Regions from separate parts of the Mus musculus genome. Here region 2 is linked to region 1. A link is a contact called in public Hi-C data. All regions are on one chromosome and are shown on one strand. The core of a region is the stretch at or near the end of the contact, and the rest is flanking DNA. Distances in the headings are between cores, read along the strand shown. Region 1 has its middle 26 kb from the start of Gm24039. Region 2 has its middle 130 kb from the start of Gm41463.

Region 1 (2,700 bases), core at 173-2,672:
CCATCACTGTCTTCTTTTTTTCTTTCATGTGCTTTTGAACTCCCCTGATACAGAGGAAACCAGGGCCACAATTGGCTGAGATACCCCTGGTGGGTTTTGTTTTATGCTTCTCCTAGAATAACAGCTAGTTTCCTGTAAGTGTAGAGACTTTCAGCCTCGTGAGGGGATAGTTTTAATGATGAACTTCCTGTGCAACTGCCTGCTTCCTCTAAAACCTCCGCTCTGTGAACTGATGATACAAATCTTAGTCATCTCAGGGAGGGCATGGATTTCTCCCAAGCTGAATGTCCATGACTTCTTATAACACCTTTTTTATCAGATTAGTGATGTTCCTATGGGCTTCCTACATGCCATTTTCTTCCCAGGGAATTTTCATCTTCAAGACCTAAGAAAAGAATGTCTATTGTAACAGTTATTAAACATGTGATCCTTTGTGTCTGTCTTGGCATTTAGAGCATGACATATTTCAAAATGGCAGGAAAAAAACAGTGCCTTTGCCATCTCCATTTTCCTTTACTGTATTCTTTCAGTAAGCACTCATTAAAGACTTGCCATAGACAAAGACCTACTGGGTTATAACCAGGGTAGTTTGGAAACCAAGAGTCTTATCTGGCATGGAAGTCTATCTGACATTGGCAGACTTTATGACAAAGCATTTTAGAAAATGACATTTTCTGATCAGTAGCAGGTTTGGAAGATGTTTACATTAAGCTTCAAGCCTAGAGAGACGACAGCCCCAGTGCAGTTTGCAAAGTGCCAAAAGATTTGCAAATATTTTAGCCTATTGCATGTTTGCTTTATTCTAGGAAGGGGCTGCAAATGGAGCTTTCTTTTCATGGTCTCTGTCTAGCCTTATTTTGGTCTAGAGGAAGCTGATATGAAATGAATTGGAAACTTTAGCACTCCCTTTGTTCTTTGTTAACTCTATTATTAAAACAATATGGAAAGAACTCTAGACTTGGACTCACAACTGTGTGATTCTAGTCTCCAATCAACCATGTTCTCTCATTTGTAAAACAGAAACAAGATCAGTTGCATAGGGTGGTAGTGAGGATTAAAAGAGATGATCCACATTAGACCTTGAGCAGAGACAGGGATTTTTCAAATGCTAAGTGACCACTCGTGGAGAGGATGATGGGGAGGGTAGTGGTCTTAAAAAATACTGTGATACTTAGCATGTCTTAGTTTCTGTTCCATCTACATTGAAGGATTACTGGAAATCTCATGAAGACAGGAGAAAAAATATGCAAAAGAATTAGCAAACTACCTAATTTGTGATATTAATGATAGTAGTGCCCAGTAGGGGTAAACACAGGTGTAGGTCAATTTTATCCCCCCAAAGCAGCACTCAGGTCTGAGTATACCCTGCTCCCCTTTGCTGTCTGTTTTCTTGCAATGAAGTCCGGTGTTGTGACGCAGAACAGAGTTTAAGTTAGCTAGCAAAACAATCATCAAGTCGTTTATTTTCCTAACCTTGCAGTATCACTTTCAAAACCTGAGAATTTCATTCCACATTTCACAGACCCTTTTACCTACCGAGACCAGAGTGCCAAGAAAGTTGTTGATTCAACTTTCTGTTTGTGAAAAGAAAACATCCAGAGTGGGCACAAGCAAGCACTCCTGAAGTGAGCTAGATAAGCCTGCTGCAAACTTGCAAGTCACTGCTTCTGGGTTTGCTTTGTTTTAAAAACACAAAGGACTCTCAGCTGATTTATTCTTATCACAGGCAACAGGGGGCTTCCAGGCTGCTGTGTTGGATCCCTAACAAATGCATTCCATTCTGCTAGCCCTCTGTTCAGAGGTGCTGTTTTGCAAGGGATCTTCAGGCTTAGAAGGATTCAAACCTCAGCTAACCTTTCCTGATTAATTCCACTGAAGAAAGATGCAGAAATGTTGATAGGCAATGAATTTCTGTGGATGATCCCAGAGCCTCTCTCTTCTGTCACGCCAGATTTGACTTAATTGAATTCCTCTTTCTTTCCCTTTTCATTAGCAGCACTTACACAAAATGAGTCCATGGAAAAAGTCAGGGGGTAAAAGGTAAGAGCTGCATGTTTTAAGTCTTTGGATTACTTAGGATTGATCACCAGTCTCCTAAGGCTTTGCAGCCTCCACTGTTCAATCTTAGATGCCATCTAAATGCTTGTCAGCTGATCAGCCACAAGGTACCCGCTCTGCAAAGTGCCTGGAAGACACTAAGTTAGTCTTAGTCCCTTGCCAAGGAGGGAGCAGATAATTCAGTCAGTGGTGTTCGGTCTGAGTAAGCGTCCTGCTCACTGAGATTTTCTGTAGCTCCCTTGTTGGGTCTGAGCAGAAAACACTTGCCAGCAATCAGTATAATCAGTGCTGGCAAAACACAGATGTTAATGCCTTTTAATCAGCTAGGCTTTTCGAGAACTTGGGCTGAAGCCTGGAATAATCCTGCTTAGCCCTACAATGAATGGATGGTGTACAAGCTTTAAGAATGTTCGTTTTAATTAATGATGGTGATAGAAGTGGCAGTCTCGTTCACAGCGATAGAAGAAACCACAAAGTCATGTGTTGTGTGGGCATGTGGGAGTGTGTCTTGACCTCCCCACATGGTTCACATTCTCAACTGGCTTATTCTATTTCCTTCTAGCTTCTGTATTATTTAGCAATAAGCCTGGGGCAAGACAATGCTACCAAATGTAAGTGGAGCAAATAAATCATACCACTGTG
Region 2 (2,700 bases), core at 45-2,544, 160 kb after region 1:
CCCTTTTATGGCCCTGGCGTTCCCCTGTACTGGGGCATATAAAGTTTGCGTGTCCAATGGGCCTCTCTTTCCAGTGATGGCCGACTAGGCCATCTTTTGATGCATATGCAGCTAGAGTCAAGAGCTCCGGGGTACTGGTTAGTTCATAATGTTGTTCCACCTATAGGGTTGCAGATCCCTTTAGCTTCTTTGGTACTTTCTCAAGCTCCTTCATTGGGGGCCATGTGATCCATAATATCTCTTAATATCAATGGACTCAATTCCCCCAATAAAAAGACATAGACTAACAGAGTGACTACATAGACAGACAGGATCCAATATTTTGCTGCTTACAGGAAACCCATCCCAGGGAAAAAGACAGACACTACCTCAGAGTGAAAGGCTGGAAAACAATTGCGAGGTCTTTGTGGAAGTTTTTCCCTCCAGGTTCATGGATCTATGCAGAAGAGGAGGCAGAAAGATTCTAAGAGTCAGAAGGGGTGAACTACTCCAAAGAAAGATGACATGATACTTAGATTCTCAAAGGCCATATGTTTCTCCCAGTTTGGTTTTTCCAAGATACTTTTGTCATCTTGGTATTCTCTGACAATGCACTTTGCATGATTAACATTTTATGTCATACTTAATGAGTGTATATTATCTGTATTCAGACTAACTTATCACCCAGTATTTCTGGGAGCCATATGGCAACATTCTGGTCCCTTGGAGGCCCAGAGGCTTGTTTCGAAGGAACCAAGGAGCCAAGTGCCAAGACACACTTTTGTTTGTCTAACTCGGGTAGTCATAAAAGTGCACCAACATTTACAAGGAAGGTTAAGGTAAGTTTGAAAATTTATTGTGAATTAAAAAAAAACCTTAATAACACCTAACTCTTTTAAAAGTCATTTTCTCTTTAGCTTTGCTGATTTAATGACATTTTGGCGACTTAGCGGGTTTTCTCTCTCATTTGTACGTTTCACTCATCACAGCTATCTGTGGACTCTGCAATGGCACCACAGGGTTGTCCCCTTGTTTAACTTTCAGTTCTTCTTCATAACTGAAGGATGAAAAGACCCAGGGTTCACCATCCTGCTTCCCCTCTTCCACAGCAGGGCAGCTTATTTTAATGGAGCAATTTTTCCAGCTTAGCTAAAAATGAATCAAGTGATGGGGTTTCTACCACTTCCCTCCATGACTTTCCACAGACTGACAGATCTCATTATGTGGTCATTTCCCCCCACTAATGTGCTTTCTACATTTTCCTTTGCTCCATTTAATCCTGTTTCTACTAGTTCTGCTCTTTTGGTTAGAGCCCTTTCTTCTTACTCCACATTTGCAGGTGGTTATTTTTTCTCCTTAGTCACTGCCTGGCTCAATCATTCTATTAGTTAATTTTCTGTTTCCTGTTATCCATGCCTTTGTTTTTTTAAATATCTTTATATATTTGTATTAAGAAGCTTCATCTTTAGTCTTCTGATGGCTCCAAAATACCAGGTTCAGATGATATCAGACTTATCTTAGAAACTTCTAGTTGATATCCAATCACACTGAAGGGAAGGAACAACACAAGGCCTCAGTCCCTTGCTGCTTCAGTTGCAACACTAAGCAGCAGGACTTCTTCTGGTTGCCTCTTCCTCAAAATCTCATTCACAGTACTCAGCACTGTTAGGGGAAGGACTGAAAATACCATATAGGAGAAAAGGCATTCTGCCACACATCATGTAGAAACATCCACAAAGATAAAGATACAATTTCTGAATATACAAAATTTAATTAAAGTATGATTTTTTCCTTTTAATTTTTGGAAACCTATTTTTTTCTCACTATATACTTACTTTACCGAGCTCCCAGTTTATTCTGTTCAATCAGTGTTGAAAACCCTGTTTGAATATGGTATTCTAAATAACAGATCATTCTTTAGAAATGCCATATATTCGTGGTATAAATAATGATGATGTGAGAAAAATGTAGAGAATATAATTCCTGAGTTCCTAGACACCACAAATAGTCTCTTGATCTCCTGGGTGGTCATTGTGTTGGTCAGATTCCAGTTCTCATATCGAACCCATTTTTTTCCCTTTTGTGAATGACTATTACCACAAAATTTAATCTATGTTTCTTTCTTTTTCTTTTATTCCAGTTGCCAATCACTCCTGATACTTTGCAGGGTTAAATGAAGCTACCAGGACTGTTCTTGTTGCTGTTGTCATTGCTGTTGTTGTTGTTTGTAAAATAACATTTTCTTTGCTGAATATAATTGGAAACTATAAAACTGCGAGGAAAGGCTTGTTAACCTGGAATGTACTTAGTATGAACTTTCTGGAATTATAGAAAGCAAATAACAGACTAAGAATGCACAGGATTTAGTCAGATGAACCTCGGATAGGTTTTTATCTCTGCTTTACACGCTACCAAAAGCAACCACTTTATTCTCTGTGAACCAGATCAATTATATTATTTTCATATATTCTTCTAATTTAGAAATATGATTACTCATCTTCTTTTTTTTTTAAACTAGTGATTGCTTTCTTATCTTAGCAATTTCCTAGCTTATCTAGTATGTATGAGATCTCCCCAGCAAGAACAAGGAATGAATTGGAACAGATACCTCCACAGAGTATATCAAATTAAGTAATGTGGAGGACATGATTCTTAGCCTTAGGGGTACCCATTGTTCTATCTGTTTTCCTTTGATGCATTGGAAGATATGAGTATGCAGAT

Evidence for each region. Hi-C and Micro-C count contacts between places; a contact is called where the count stands out from the background.
Region 2: a contact with region 1 is called in a Hi-C map of the HPC-7 cell line, with 1.8 times the contacts expected there. The contact joins two enhancer-like sites. A contact is called at or near these places in 2 of 484 Hi-C or Micro-C datasets (the HPC-7 cell line and liver), 1 of 115 datasets of contacts at active chromatin or transcription factors (the HPC-7 cell line) and 1 of 9 other capture datasets (embryonic stem cells).

The regions. Positions count from the first base shown.
Region 1 is chr16:57,856,644-57,859,343 of GRCm38.p6, forward strand. No RefSeq gene overlaps it. Among named protein-coding and RNA genes, the nearest start is that of Gm24039, 26 kb to the right of the region's middle. Within about 2 kb of position 1,423, at least 67 of the 459 cell types and tissues checked have an H3K27ac peak or open chromatin away from gene starts, as enhancers often do. A contact at or near this core is called in the HPC-7 cell line, where this site is marked.
Region 2 is chr16:58,015,932-58,018,631 of GRCm38.p6, forward strand. No RefSeq gene overlaps it. Among named protein-coding and RNA genes, the nearest start is that of Gm41463, 130 kb to the right of the region's middle. Within about 2 kb of position 1,295, at least 6 of the 459 cell types and tissues checked have an H3K27ac peak or open chromatin away from gene starts, as enhancers often do. A contact at or near this core is called in the HPC-7 cell line, where this site is marked.